5 separate regions of the Mus musculus genome follow, and regions 2, 3, 4 and 5 are each linked to region 1. The links are chromatin contacts, called in public Hi-C, HiChIP or PLAC-seq and promoter capture Hi-C maps. All regions are on one chromosome and are shown on one strand. The core of a region is the stretch at or near the end of the contact, and the rest is flanking DNA. Distances in the headings are between cores, read along the strand shown.

Region 1 (2,853 bases), core at 141-2,640:
TCTACTTGTGATTTCTGAACTTTTCCAAAACATAAAATACTTTATATTATACGCCAAACCTGTAGCGCTATCCAGCTTCCCAAGTGTCTGAAAAGATATTTATTTGGAAAATAAAAGTGGAGCACCTGATTGAGGGAAGTGCTGTGCCCTAGAGGAAAGAGCTCAAGGTATGACATATGAAAACACTCCATCTTCACCATCACCCACAAACAAGACTGCCAAGCGCCCAGGAGCATCCTGACTGCCTGAAGAAAGACAAATATTTAGATTCCCAAGATTGCATTTCTAGAGCATGCTTTTCAAAATCCAAGGATTTAAAACTAAGATGAGCTTTAAAAAAATCTTAAAAACAGTAAGGTAATCAGAGGTAAGTCCTAGCACATTCTTTTGTACTTTAAAATGGAAATACTCAAGTAGACCCTCAAAATTACAAAATACAAGGTTAGAGGATAAGAATCTTGCAAATCAGCAAATAAGTCCAAGAGCTGCCACCAAGCCCAGGGTGATGATGTCTCTCTAATGCGGCCTTAATTTCCTTTAGGGAAGATGGATGGGGCATTTCTGGTTAGTTGTGGAAAAAGAGACACAAGAAGCCAGGCTTTATGTTCATTAGAATTGGAAAAGGGCAAATGGATCAAAACATTAGTAGCGAAGAGGGGGTGGGTGGGGGTGGGAGGACAAGGGTAATCCAGTTTCCAATCAGGCCAGTGGGTGCTGCAGAGAAGCCAGAGGAAAACTGGCTTCGGAGCCAAACTGTGCCAAGCATCGGGCATTACAAAAGACCAGTGTGACAACCCACACCCCGGGGCATCACGCACACACCCAGCGGGTACTCCCTCACCCTCACCTCCTGTAGCAATTATGCAATTTGGGAAGAGCTCCGGACAGCCGGGCACTTTGCGCCGCGACATCCATCCTGGACTTTGCGGAGACTTAGTTCCTGGCTGCGGTGGGCTCGGGAGGGGAGGGGAGAGGTCCTCGTGGGCGAAGGACGGCCACACTCTGCGGGACGGGGGAGGGGCGCGCGGGCCCCAGCGGACACGCGCAGGGTCAGGGAGGCCTGCGGGGCCGCGGGCGCGCACCCGAGCCGAGGCCGCGGCGGGGGCGGGGATCTCGCCGGGCTGGCCCTCGCCGCGTGGGGTCCCCGCGCGCCCCACGCCGCGGCTCTGGCCGCGGCCACGCCCGCCCGCCCTCACCTACTCACCTCGCGGCGTCGCCCGCGCTCCAGCCGCGGCTCCGACGCCGAGTCCGGGAGTGAAACCGCCGCCTCCGCGAGCCGCCGCCGCCGCCACCGCCGCCGCCGCCCGCCGTCCGCGCGCGCCCCCTCCCAAGCGCGCGCTCGCCCTGCCTGCCCTGAGAGCCCGCGACAGCGCGAGCCCCACGTCGGCCTCGCGGTGTCGCGCCCGCGAGCCCGCGACGCGATTTAGCCCCGCCCCCGCCGGCGCGTGCCCGCTCGAGGACCTGTGAGGTGCGCGCGCAAAAGTAAAGTGACAGCTGAGTCCTGGGCTGGGCGGGCCGGAGCAAAGGCGGGTTAGGGCGAAGGGAAAGGGAGGAGGGAAATCGAGGCTCAACGGCGGCGGGAAGGGAGGGACGAGAGGACCTTGAGGAGCGCACGAATTAAAGGGACACGCGGGCTAAGGGGTGGGGTTGCGCTTCAATAAGGTGCAGTGCGGCGGACTGGGATGAGGGGTAGGGAGAACACACACACACACACACACACACACACACACACACACACACCTGCACCACCAGCTCGTGCTCGCGCAGGACCCACCTGCACCGCTGTTGGAAAACTTCGCGTGGGCCCGGGTGAAGCCACATTTTACCCCTTAACTGCTGCAGGGAAGGTCCTGCGGTGCCTAGTCCTGTCCAGGGCTGCTAGCTGTCACTCTGGGAGGCTGGGGAGGGCGGGGCGGGACGAAGGGGGCAGCACTATCAGAGCAAGTGGGAGGCTGCCACTGTGCCTGAAAGACACAGGTGGGATAGTAGCCATGCTGTGGGTGGCCTGAGGAATATAAGGTTGCCCTGTCATTGTAGCCCAAAATAGCTACTTAAAACAAAACAAAACAAAACAAAACAAAAACCTGCACATGCTTTGTTAACTCAGCGCCCATGAACTCACTTCACCACCACCACCACCACCACCACCACCACCACCACCACCACCACCACCACCACCCACACACACACACACACAACACCTCCAGCCTATCATAACCGCTGAGATCTAGGACTACTCTTAACTTCTGTGAGGATTCTTGGGAGTGGCTGAGCCCATGCACTAGTCCTGCTCAGCAGAGAGGGCTAAAGACAGACCTCCATTTCAAGTATGGTCCAAATCACTTGAACAGTGCTAGCCAATACATAGGAAACCATGGGAAACCCAACCTACCAGATGCCATAGGCCACCATGGGAATGTGAAGTTCTGAGTCAATCAAGCAGCCTAAACAACTAGTGCAAAAAGACCCCAGAGACTAGAGCAATACAAGACTCATAACCTGTATCTGGAACAGAAAATGCTTCCACGAGATACATTCAAGAACTGGCTTTTAACCAATTACATCACTGAAAACTGCCCAAAGCAGCTAGTAATGTCTAGCCTGGAACTGACTACTGAGAAAAAAAAAATGACAGCACCTTTGTCCTTACGAATGTCAGCTCAAGAATGTATGAGAGGAAGAGTTAGAAATGAGTGAAACCTGGTTTTCTGGTTTGTGTGGCCACTTAAATCTGTCTCATGGTGTGTGTATTTCCGACATAGTACAGTGTATTAGTAGAAATGCATCATATTTAGAATATGATCAAATACAGTATTTCATAGACAGTCTTAACCTCATGAACTCTTTGCCTAT
Region 2 (2,824 bases), core at 308-2,807, 73 kb before region 1:
TAGCCATTTATTTTTCTTTACTAAAATTGTTCCCTTACATATTTATATGGTCTTGAATAATGGTTCATATTTTCAATCATTTTATATAAGTTCAGCTCGTTTGTCATGTGACTGAATCTGAGTATGAGCAGACCCCTTGATTTCTACAGAAGCATGCTGCCCATGGTCTTAGTTGCAGCTGCACATCTTTAGCTGCAACAGTAGCTCTAGCAGCTCTGTGCATGGCTTCTTCTTGTGTTGTCATGTTTCTTGGGTCCCTAGAAAAGAGACAATTCCAGATTCCAAAAGACTCATTAACTGACATTTCTTCCCACTACCCTTACCCATCTCCGTCATTACTGGTCTTAGAGCCTGTGACCCCTCTCCCATCTCACTGAAAGATTTCCTCTCCAGTTTATGATTTGCCCTGAAGTATTCTGTCCTACCTTCTTTCAACACATACCTCATGCGCCATATGTACTTCAACTTAACCTAAATTGGTTAATATCACTGGGCAGTGATCCTACACAAGAGAATGACTAATGATTTCAAGCCTGGGTATCTAGTGAGGACCAGGCCAACAAAGGTTACAGAGACTTTTAAAAGGGTTTGGGTTTTTTGGGGGTCTGGGGTGACAACTCAGCTACTAAAGATGGTTGCTGACAAGACCAATGACATGAGTTCGATTTGCTAATCCCATATAATGTAAGTTGTCCTCTAATTTCCACACGGATGGTATATCATACACTGCATGTCCATGCACATACACATGCACACACACACAATGAATTATTATAAAAACATAACATTTCTAAAAGTCACCCTCTGAGTTTGTGTTCTTGTTTTATTCTTTTTTACTAACCATTTTACTTATAAGAGAAGAGGCATTCTGCATCTCTCAACAGTCTACTGCAATGCGCTTCACATACGAAGCATTCAGTGTACATACTTTAAAGATTCCCTGTTAAAGGATAATATCTAAAAAATAGCATCTAGCCATTATTGGAATCTTATTAGTCTCTTCACAAACTAAACACAAAAGGTAAGAGATACCACTGACAAGACAACCTTCAGATCTGTTTCTCTTCCACTACTGCCACATAAAGCCTCGCTGTGGCACATAAAGCCTCTGCTGCCACTTAAAGCCTCGCTGTGCGGTGCCTCCTCCAGACAAGGCACCATGTGCTTCGGGGAAGCCTGTTCAGACCAGGATGTGCCTCAAAATTCACAAAGAAAATAGTCAAAAGCTTCAGAAAGTCCCTAAAACTTATCAGAAGCTTACCAAAGCTTATATAAGCAGTTAGGACTGCTGTTGAGAGACACTTTCAGACTTACCAAACCATCTAAAAGCGGCAGAAACCAACAATGCTTCCTGGAAGAGACATTCTCCAGCCTGTCAGGCTACCTGCAAACTATGTACTGCCTCTCAGGTTTGCAGCTTCCATAACCCATCACCCATGCTTCGGGGAGCGGGTGTAGTAATGATGCAACTCTCTTTGAGTCATTTCTGCTCCTGTGGGTAACCCCACTAAAACTCACTGGCTCACCACGATGTACTTAGCGGTATGTTACTTTGAGCCATCATCAGATTCTTATCTGGGGTAAGTAAACGTTTGTTCATTTTCCCTGGAATGGTGTCACACAGCAAGCACATGGTTTTACAAAAAGCTGTTTTTGTTGGCAAGCTGCATTTTCACACTGTCATTAAGTCACACAAACCCCCTTTCACAATGGTCAGCAGTGTGGAAGAAGGGAGGATGTGTGGTACTTGTTTTGCTAAGTCACAGGCCTCAGATCACTGTCACGTGTATTGTGTGTTGTAAAAAACAAAGCTCAGAGTGTCACTTACACAGCTGTGCAAGCCATACATCCAGCCGCTGCTGCTGTGACAGCATGGTACTGGTTTTGTCAATCACACACTTCACAGTAGGAAAAAATATATGTAATTACAGTTTATAAATTTAAATATCCCAAATATCATCCAAAGAAGAATAGTTCTATTCTTCTTTTCCAGCCTACTTTTTATGTTGTGTGGCTGTGCACATGTGTGCTCATGTGTGTAGGTAGAAGCAGAGGTAACCCCGGGTGTCCTCCTCTACTTTTCTCCATCATATACCAGGGGCCTTATTTCTGAGACAAGGCTACTTACTGAATGGGATAGTTGCTATTTAAGCTAGGCTGGCTGGATCCTCCTGTCTCTGTCTCCTAACACGGGAATTAGAAGCTACCATGCCCAGCTTTTATGTGGTTACCAGATCTGAACTCAGGTCCTTACTTTTATGTGGCAAATGTTCTTACCTATTGAGCCATCTTTCTAGGTCCACTTATAATTTCTTGTTTCAAGGAAATGGTTAGAAAAAAAAAAAAGAAAAGAAAAAGGAAGGAAGAATACAACACAAACAAACAAACAAAAAGCACCAATGAAAACAAAACATAATACATGTGCTCCCTAGGCTGCAACACGTATGCAGAATACTTGTTAATCTAACCTATATCTCAGGGCCACAAAAACACTGTTAAGATGGCAACTGGATGGAGTTTAATCTTGAAGAGGACTGGAACATGGAGCCATGGTTGAATGGGTATCCCTTCTCTGAAAGGCTAGGGCCAAAGACATCCAGATTTCAGATTTGAGAATATTTTAATATCCATAATGGATCATTTGAGGGTGAACACAAGATTCATTTACATGCTTTATGTGCCATTTGCACACAGTTGAAGGATACTTCCTACAGTGTCTTTGGGGTAGCTGTATCCTAAGGCATCAGTTGCAGGAAAAGCCGCTATGGGTTCTCTACAAATGGCTCTGGATTTTGAAGCCCTTCACATTTTCAGTTTTAAGATT
Region 3 (2,958 bases), core at 183-2,682, 90 kb after region 1:
TACTTTTCTATGACTGGGATTAAATACTATGACCATGACAACTTAGAAAAGGAAAGGCTTATTTGGTCTCAATCTCCAAAGGGTTGGGATCCTTGATGGTGGGGACACCATGTAGCAGGCAGTAGTTAAGACAACAGGATCTGGGACCTGACATCTTGAACTGCAAGTACAAAGCTGAAAGGGGGAGGGAGAGAGGAGGAAAGAGGGAGAGATAGAAAAAGAGAGACAAGCCTTTTTAATATATGCTTGGTGAATTCTTAAATTAAACTGAGTCTTGATTTTGAATGAATATATAACAATTACTATATTAATGTATAAAGAAAAGTACAGATTGGAAACAAGATTTCTTCTAGTAAAGTAGGTCAAGAAACCTTTTCTGTAAAGGGTCAGATGGCAGTTGTACATTCCTGGTCATACTATTCCTGTCACAAGCCCTCAACTCTATCATATACAATCTACAGATTGGGAAGCCTCATGAAAACTGATGGCATAGCCCCAGGCTGCGTCTAACTGGCCTGTCATCTAGACATGCAAGATTTTGCTGTACACAAAGTAAGTTGTAAGTGAAGGATGCCAGCATTAGTAATTCATTTGGCTTTTATTTTGGTATCTTTTGACTTTGTTTATGGATTCAGGGTGTTTCTACTACATACTGTTATTTACTGTCAGTGAAGGCCATTTCCTTTTTGTCAAGGAGTGCACAGGTTGTGAGAGGCAATCTGTTTTTGTTTGTGCTCCATTCTTCAGAGCTGAACACAGCACCCAGGATTAATAAATGCCAACTAATAGTCATTTCTCAGTTCTCTGACCTTCCCTTTACAGTGCCTCCTGCAGTGCTCACAGAGGCATTAACCTGTAGTGTTGGTCATGTGTCCTCAGCAACACCTAGCTGGTTAAGTCACACTTGGGGAGAGTTAACTACAGGCTGTAAGTATTCTTGACAGGTTGTTCTTGCATGGGTTTGGCTTCTCTTGTACAAAGAGTAAAAATCTTGTCACAGCTAGTAAGAAAGAAGTACAAGTGAAAGCACTGAGTGCCATAACTCACCAAAGGCCCTTTCCTAAAATTCAGCGTTCTGAGTAAGACTCAGTGAGAAGGAAGAGCCTGAGTAGAGATGATGGCACTGTGTGGTAGTAGATGAAGAGATGGTACAACCTTTGTGGGTCAGGTGGGCTGTCTTCCCATACATATAAAATTCATGGCCATATATAAGCATGTCCGGTTTGTAACTTCATTTAGACATATCCAAGATAGCCATCCTTTTTAAGGAAAAAAAATGTTCCAAGACAAGCTCGCTCGCTCTCTCTCTCTCTCTCTCTCTCTCTCTCTCTCTCTCTCCATGAACCTAATTTTTCCCCTACTGCTCTAAGTACAATGGATATAAAACTGCCTCCTTCTGTTCCTTCCAGATTTTGCTTTAACTGGATGAGTGCCTGAAGCAGCAGGAGATGCTGTTCCATAAAGCAGAATATTTTATAAGTACTGGCAGGGAACATTGATTACTTCATTCCTCAAACAGCACCCAGAGCCTGCTGTGGAGGTACAGAAAGATGGAGCTGTGGAAATGCACTGAAGAGATGTCCTGGGCTGCCCTGTGTCATAACTGGTTGATCAGGGATCGACAGGCTGTGGTAAACAAGTGACCACTTAAGTGTTATACCTGCCAATAAGGCCCACCTGGGGCTGCTGCAGAGCATTGTGGGTGTTACATACAGACAGAGTGCCTGTAAGGTAGATCAGAAGATAAAGGCATTAAATCTGTGACCTGAGTTAGATCACCAAAACCTCCACAGTATGATAAAAACAATTCCCTCAGTTTGTCCTCTGACCACCACACATGTGTGTGTAAACATATGTGCATCCCCAATAAATAATATATAGTATTATTAACATATTACATAGTAAACATAAAACGTTAATAATAAAGATTAACCATGTCACTTGCTCTTTTAAAAATTTCAAGAGAGTAGCTTGAACCACTTGAGCAATGAGTAAGATGGCAAAGCAATGAGTGAGATAGTTCCTTAGTTTGGAACAATTAGAACATAAATCAATACCAGGTAAAATATTATGTGTGTATGCCATACAGAATAAGTTAATATTAAAAGTTTGCCCATTTTAAATCCAAGCCATTTTGTAACTGAAGGATAGACATGTTATAGATCTAGTTAGGTAATAGGATGTTGTGCTTTGAAGCATTCAGTAACCGTTTTCATTTGCAGGTTTGCTTTTATATTTTTATTAGGGCTCAAATATCTAAAAGGTTTTTGCTAAGCCTGAAATACTAAATGAACACTTTGTTTGAGAAGTCTCCTTCCAGTTGAGAATGGGACAGTGAAACTGGGGCTCTTCACATTTGCAGGTGAAACTCACCTCCTCTGTCTACAATAGGATTTCAAATTCACCAAGAAACAACTTTTGCTTACCCAAGAACTAAACCTTTGTATCATACAACTCTTGAGAAATCTCAAATAACAAAGGGCATGAAGGCAATACTTCAGATGTCAGTAAAATTATGCTGGCAGCTTTTAAAAGTGGGAAGATGAAAGCAGGAACAAGGGACACCTTGTTCAGTGTTGGTAGTCAGTTCAGAGAGCTGGAGACACCAAAATCCAGGCTTTCTTGGGCTGCTATCTCTATGTGTGTTATGTCAAATATACCATATTCAGTGATTTCATTAATAGTCACCGCACAGCTACGAGGCAAGATATCTGAAGGATGTGGCCAGGGACTTCAAACACGTAACCAAGGGCTCTTTTGTCTGGGGAAGCTGACATTCTAAAAGGGAAGTTTGTGGGTGTGTATATAAATTTATAACTGTAGATTTATAACATCAGTATATGAGTTGGACAATTTAATGCCCAAAATTGAATTGAATTCAAGCCATGTGAGACAGATCTCCCCTTGTTTATCAAATAGCTCTTACTTATGGCTCTTTTTTTTTTTTTTTTTTGGTTT
Region 4 (2,848 bases), core at 47-2,546, 70 kb after region 1:
TTGAAGAATTGCCTCCATCAAATGTTTGAGAGATTATCTTGATTGCTAATTGGTATAGGTGGGCCCCATGGGCAGCACCATCCATAGATCTTGGGTCTGGGCTGTGTAAGAAAACTAGCTGAGCTTGAGTCAACAAGCTAGCACACTGTGCCCCTTAATGCTGTCAGTTTTAGGTTCCTTCTATGACTTCCTTCAGTGATATGGTGTAAATGTTTAAAGAGAACCCATTCATTTGTGGCTTTTCTCTCACTATGCAGTGGCCCCATAGCCTCTGGCAGACTCAAAACTCTTCTGCATGCATCAGTGACAACAGGAAGATCAGCCTTGAAATTATGGAACACCACAGAGTCATAGACTATGTACTGGGGAGAACGCAGAATTTCAGTCTTTCTGCTTTTGGTGGTGAATAAATGATCCTAGGAGGCTTGGAAATGTGTCCAAGGCCACTCTACTTGTCCTGTGTTCTGGGACATATGGCAGAATCTAAGTACAGTATAAGAGAGATTATGGTCACAATGTAGGGTGGGGGCAAAGGGAGCTACAGTTGTGTCTCCATTGATATTCATAGGTTATTATAACATCATCCAGGATTCCAGATACTTTTCTCAAACCTGTAGCAGTAAATCTTGAATGGCTACTCTATGTCCCTGGTGAGTGTGCACCCACCCAATTGTTCTAAATCTGTCTTAACTAGCTCAATGGCTGGGCACTTCCAAACCTCCCTGCAGCTAGCACACACTCCCCCTCCAGGATTCCTGAATTAACACGTTCTAAATCTGTATTTTATCTTTACTGCCCTGTCTCTTTCTGGACAGCCCTTCCACAGGCCCACTTTCCCTTTGTACGTACATTGCTGGATGATTTCTCTCCTGCAGCTCTTAATTTGATCTCTCTGCTTCTGAGCCATGACAAATCTTCCCTTTTCCCTCTGTGTTTCTTTCAGGGAATCCTAAAAGTTCTGCCTTTGTCCTCATGCCCTGCCATTGGCTTCTGGCTCTTTATTGATCAATCAGAAACCAATTGGGGACAGGGTCCCTCAACATCTGGACATGTAGATTCTAGAGTGATTTTGAGAGCCAAATTAAGACAAAGCATTAGAATCAATTCCCAACACAAACCTTTAAATGTTCTCTGACAATCCCTTGGGGCTTTGATTATAGCACCTAGAAACAGAACCCAGAACTTTGCCCCAATTAAACACATAAATAAACAGCACAGTTCTAAGGCTGACCGATCGCTCTAATCTTGTTCCAGGGTCTGGATTCTTTCCTTCTCCAGACTTATGTAAACACAGGTTTGGCCTAGTTGGTATAGACAAAGCAGGTGGAAAAGCACCTTTCACCCTGCTGGTGGACAACCTGTACTCTGTTGTCAATAAAGGGCAATAGGCCAGGCCTTAACAGCAGGAGGCTGAATTAGAAAACTCTTTGCCTAGAGTCCTCAGGTTTATTCTAGTGTAGAATTGTCATTCTAGTTTGGTAGGTGCTCACACTGAGGTGAAGCCCCAGGTGGGGATGTAGTCTTCCAGCAGTGGCTTTGTAATATTCAAAATGAGTTCAAGACCACCCGGTACCTTCCCCCTTCGAAGAGGACTTTCCAAACTGTCCTAGCAGGCCAAGTGCAGAGCCAGACAACTGGCTGACTAAACAAATGTAAAAACATAGTTTTAGCGGTCAAAATGACTAAGCTTGCAACTGCCAAAATAATATTAGCTGTTCTCAGAGAAAAAACTGTAACAAGATAGCAGCTCCCAGAGAAATCCCCCTACCCTGCCCCACACTAAATTCTGAGAAAGACTGCAGATCCCCTGACCTTGCTAGAATTCCCTGTGATGTTAATAGCTAAAAGCTGACCAAATCATAATAATCTACTATGAGGGCAGGCAAAGTGTGGAACTAGGCCAAAGGGTTACTTAGTCACTATACAAACCAACCAATGCCTGAAAGGGCTACACCAATGAGAACCCTGTTGCTCAAATCTGCCTCTTGCAAAGGTATAAAAAGTGTGATCTTTCTTTGTTCTGGGTCTCTCTTCTGGTCTGCTTGCTGAGAGGGGAGTCCCCAACATGTTGGATCAATAAAAATCCTCATGCGGTTTGTAACAATGGCAGTTTCTATGGTCTTTGCGAGTGAGGGTCTTTTGATGAATTCCAACAGCTTCCTGACAGCACATGTAAGGATATGTTTTCCATCCCAAAGTTGACCAACTCCAGCACTGATACCTGGAGCTGTGCTGACTCCTCCTTTGTTATTCTTGGTCTGCAGGGTGAGTTTCCAACTGCAGCAGCCAACCTTCTACCTGACCCTTCCCTCACTAGGAATAAATGAAGGCTTCATGGCTCAATCCAGTCCCTCTACTTGTCCAAGAACAAGCAGATATGGTCTGGGAGAGTAGGACAGAATCTGTCTTTCTAGTCCTGAATCATGAGCCCCTCTTTGGTCTTTTCTACTGGTGATCTGGGGCCACATTCTCTCCCTTCAAGGGTCCTCCAGCTGTCAGACTATAACTTCATGTGATGGCTGGTTTTTATATCAACTTGACATAAGCTAGAGTAATTTGGGAGTAGGGAGCCTCAGTTGAGAAAATGTCTCCAGAAGACCAGGCTGTGGACAAGCTTGTTGGGCATTTTCTGAATTAGTTACTGATGGGGTGGTAGCCCTCTGTTTGTGGTACCACTCCAGGGATGGTGGTCATTGGTTCTATAAGAAAGCAGAATGTGAGCAAGCCAGTAAGAAGTACTGTTCCATGGACTATGTACCAGCTCCTGCCTCCAGGTTTCTGCCCTGTTTGAGCTCTGTCTTGATTTCCTTTGATGATGAACAGCAATGTAGAAGTGAAAACCAAATAA
Region 5 (3,030 bases), core at 170-2,669, 110 kb before region 1:
CCCTGGCCTTCACCAATGTCCAAGATAGTCCTTGAAGTCTACCCTGAGCTTGGAATTCAGTAAGAGTGTTATCTATTCAGTAACATTCAAATTCACTTCTAGTAGAGACAGTGAAACTTATTAGGCATTAAGAAGAACAGAGCTAGAAAAGCTCAGGGCCAGTCTACATAGTAATTACTTAGGACAATAGCTGAGCCACAACCAAACACGGGAATACACAATGGCCTAGGAAATAGGTGGGTTGTAGTATGAAAGGGTTAGTAGAACAGAGTTCTCAGGTGGGGCTTTTTCACTAGGCCCAGAGGAATAGCATAATCAGGTATTTACTAAAGGACCCCTGGTGGTGGGTTTAACAATAGACTAGCATTGTATCAGAGCATTCACCTGGCTCCTGTGTTTAGCTGATCTTAATTAAGGGTTGTTCCTATTCTCAGTTGTAAACATGGCCTGGCTCCCACCATCTTTTTATGTATGCATTTTCTTTGTTTTGTGTTAAGAACCAGTGTACCTTGACGGATGTATTCACCTAGCCTTCTTGTTTTTCTTCTGTATTAAAAGCCTGGTGTTTGCTTGGAGAAAATACATCCAGATACAGCCACTCCCTTGTGTTCTTATTTGTTTGTCATTTCTCTACAACTCCATGCCTGCCTGTAACAAGAACCCAGAAACTTTTTCCGTGGATTGAGAGAGGTCGACTGGGGCTGGTTTGCGGCAGTGGCATTTTCACTCCCATCCTCTTTGGGAAGTTGTCTCTTGTTTATTCATGAGTAATCCAGCTACTGTTAACTGTCTTATGAGTATGAAAATGATCAACAACTGGAATGTTATCAAACAATACACTTCAACTTTTGAGCAGCTTTTGAATATGATCTGAATGTAAATATCACGTTTCAATGTCTACTGACATCTTCTTTTTGTTAAGCTGTGAGGTTTGCTTTAGCCATCTGTTGAATGGGTGGTATTCAGTGGCCTCTGTAAACTTGTGAACAACTTCCAGACACTGTTACTTATGACAAGCACGATGTAGGGTCATGAACAGTTGCAGGTAATTTCACTACATTATGTATCACTCAGGTTGCTGTTCTTAAAACAAATGGAATGCTATAGAAGTTTCCTGGGCCTTGTTGTTTTCTCTTATAATTAAGAAAATTGAGTGAAGTATGCTAGTTCTGGGCTCACGTCATGATGAAATATTTCAAGGGAAAAGAGGGCAAAGTTCAAAGAGCTCACTGCCACTGACAGTTGGGGAGCATATGCCCCCCAAACCATTTAAACATAGCTTGGAAACTCAGGTCTCAGGCCTCTATCTGGGGCTAGTTCCTACTTCCAATTAGGGCTGAACTCATAACCAGTAGAATGGCAGAGTGGGAGAGGGACAAGGGTGACCACCAGTGTCAGGCTTCATTTACCCGTAACTAAGTGTGTAGCTGCACTGACCACAGCTGACAAAGATATGGTGCACTGACCACAGATGACAAACATATGCATCATCAGGCATCAGTTTTTAAAAGCACTGAGTTGCAGAGCAGTTTTTACAAGGTGTTACAAGTTTTCTTTACAATTATCAAAATGATTTCAAGATTCAGGGAAATAATATATTCCCTGGGTAATTAGATAGTTTTGTTCAAATAGGATCATGATTTAATATCCCACAACTGCAGCACAAAACAAACAGTAACAGCCATGCCAAGATGTCAGGAAGCTAAAAGTTATTAAGTTCCAGAAATGCAGCACATTCTTTTGCCCAGTTTTCGGTCATAACCTTTGTTCTTCCTACTGTTATTTAGGCCTTGCTATTCTTTTTTTAAATAACCACAAAGACCACTGTCGTTTGTGATAACATGACTCTAATGTTCCCTCAATTACTTATCTTTCTTTATTCATCATCACTTATCTGAAATCACCCTTTCAGAAGTGGCAGGGCCTACACAGCAGAGTACACTGGATACACAGAGAAAACAGCAATCTCATCACCAGACAGATTGTTTCCATAGTACTCCCCATGTATTGAAGAATTAAAGATCATTATTTCTAATCAATACAAGGTACACACACACACACACACACACACACATATAAATGTATACATACAAACATATAGTTTTAAAAGTGGAAGAAAATTTCTGATCAACTCCATTTCTTTTATCTTATAAACCATTATTTACTTGTATGTGTTTATGTGTATTTGGGGAGGCCATATTGCCACAGTATGTGTATGAAGACCAGAGGACAATTTGTCAGAGTCAGTTCTTTTCATCAAGTCTGTATCAGGGATTAAATTCAGGTTGTCAGGCTTGGTAACAAGTGTTTTACTCACTGGGTCACCCTGTTTGCAGCTTTCCACTTGGGAGGCTACACAAGAGAACTGCCAGGGGTCTGACTCTAAACTTGGCTTTGATTTACTGTCAGAGTTCAAAGAAACACACTGCATGTCATGGTAGAAAGAGATAAATCATGAAAACAACAACAAAGCAAAGTGGCTACATTTGTGTCAGATAAAGTGTATTTAAAATAAAGAAAACTGCAAAAAGCAAACAGGGAACTTCATAATAACAGAAGGATCTCAGCCTTAGGGGAAGTAGCAGTATCTTACACCAGAATAGAGTAAAGAAAGATAAATCTAAAAGTGTCCTCAGAAATGCACAATAAGGGTGCACAGAAATTCAAGAAGGCAACTGAACAAGGAGCCACACAGCAGGATGTGACTTACAGGTTCACAATACTTAAAACATAATTATACTTTAAGAGCCAATAAAAGCAGACACCCAAACAGGCTGCATCCCCTATGTCATTAAAGAAACTTTCAAAAATTGAAATGAATTAAAATCATAGTATCTTTTCCATTTTAAAGGAATCAAAGTACAAATTGCAAGACCCCCAATGGGAAAGTCTTCAAACAATATATAATGAGTAACACATGTGCCAAAGATGGTACCGACTAAGTCAATGAAGGAAAATAAAGAGTTGAATAAAAATGAAGATGCACATGGTAAACTGTGTGGATGTGGCATAACTTCTGACCCATCACAT

The links. Promoter capture Hi-C pulls out the DNA fragments that hold promoters and counts their contacts. A called contact is a pair of places that touch in the nucleus more often than the background predicts. HiChIP or PLAC-seq counts read pairs in DNA pulled down with a chosen protein or histone mark.
Region 2: a contact with region 1 is called in an H3K4me3 HiChIP or PLAC-seq map of the SCID.adh cell line, with 11 times the contacts expected there. The contact joins the enhancer-like site here to the promoter of Ube2e2 in region 1. A contact is called at or near these places in 7 of 39 promoter capture datasets (the 3T3-L1 cell line, 3T3-L1-derived adipocytes, embryonic stem cells and 3 more), 5 of 484 Hi-C or Micro-C datasets (Th1 cells, cortical glia, group 2 innate lymphoid cells and 2 more), 6 of 115 datasets of contacts at active chromatin or transcription factors (the SCID.adh cell line, astrocytes, embryonic stem cells and 1 more) and 2 of 9 other capture datasets (adipose tissue and liver).
Region 3: a contact with region 1 is called in a promoter capture Hi-C map of hippocampal neurons, with 2.2 times the contacts expected there. The contact joins the enhancer-like site here to the promoter of Ube2e2 in region 1. A contact is called at or near these places in 4 of 39 promoter capture datasets (the 3T3-L1 cell line, hippocampal neurons, liver and 1 more), 1 of 484 Hi-C or Micro-C datasets (cerebral cortex), 2 of 115 datasets of contacts at active chromatin or transcription factors (embryonic stem cells and stem cell-derived neural progenitor cells) and 1 of 9 other capture datasets (pancreatic islet).
Region 4: a Hi-C map of liver shows a contact between it and region 1, with 2.2 times the contacts expected there. The contact joins the enhancer-like site here to the promoter of Ube2e2 in region 1. A contact is called at or near these places in 1 of 39 promoter capture datasets (liver), 3 of 484 Hi-C or Micro-C datasets (all in liver), 1 of 115 datasets of contacts at active chromatin or transcription factors (stem cell-derived neural progenitor cells) and 3 of 9 other capture datasets (adipose tissue, liver and pancreatic islet).
Region 5: a Hi-C map of myocytes shows a contact between it and region 1, with 4 times the contacts expected there. The contact joins the enhancer-like site here to the promoter of Ube2e2 in region 1. A contact is called at or near these places in 2 of 39 promoter capture datasets (the 3T3-L1 cell line and liver), 6 of 484 Hi-C or Micro-C datasets (adipose-derived mesenchymal stem cells, cortical neurons, myocytes and 3 more), 6 of 115 datasets of contacts at active chromatin or transcription factors (astrocytes, embryonic forebrain, embryonic stem cells and 3 more) and 2 of 9 other capture datasets (adipose tissue and liver).

What each region holds. Positions count from the first base shown.
Region 1 is chr14:18,892,381-18,895,233 of GRCm38.p6, forward strand. Ube2e2 (ubiquitin-conjugating enzyme E2E 2) reads right to left here and starts at 1,391. Exons shown (of 6, transcript NM_144839.2): 1 at 1,205-1,391.
Region 2 is chr14:18,819,289-18,822,112 of GRCm38.p6, forward strand. All of the region lies in intron 3 of Ube2e2 (ubiquitin-conjugating enzyme E2E 2), which reads right to left. Among named protein-coding and RNA genes, the nearest start is that of Gm22499, 6.5 kb to the left of the region's middle. Within about 2 kb of position 1,558, at least 29 of the 459 cell types and tissues checked have an H3K27ac peak or open chromatin away from gene starts, as enhancers often do. A contact at or near this core is called in the SCID.adh cell line and cortical glia, where this site is marked.
Region 3 is chr14:18,982,624-18,985,581 of GRCm38.p6, forward strand. No RefSeq gene overlaps it. Among named protein-coding and RNA genes, the nearest start is that of Gm41099, 58 kb to the right of the region's middle. Within about 2 kb of position 1,433, at least 11 of the 459 cell types and tissues checked have an H3K27ac peak or open chromatin away from gene starts, as enhancers often do. A contact at or near this core is called in hippocampal neurons, where this site is marked.
Region 4 is chr14:18,962,160-18,965,007 of GRCm38.p6, forward strand. No RefSeq gene overlaps it. Among named protein-coding and RNA genes, the nearest start is that of Ube2e2, 70 kb to the left of the region's middle. Within about 2 kb of position 1,297, at least 5 of the 459 cell types and tissues checked have an H3K27ac peak or open chromatin away from gene starts, as enhancers often do. A contact at or near this core is called in liver, where this site is marked.
Region 5 is chr14:18,777,747-18,780,776 of GRCm38.p6, forward strand. The region is part of intron 3 of Ube2e2 (ubiquitin-conjugating enzyme E2E 2); the gene reads right to left. Among named protein-coding and RNA genes, the nearest start is that of Gm22499, 35 kb to the right of the region's middle. Within about 2 kb of position 1,420, at least 28 of the 459 cell types and tissues checked have an H3K27ac peak or open chromatin away from gene starts, as enhancers often do. A contact at or near this core is called in myocytes, where this site is marked.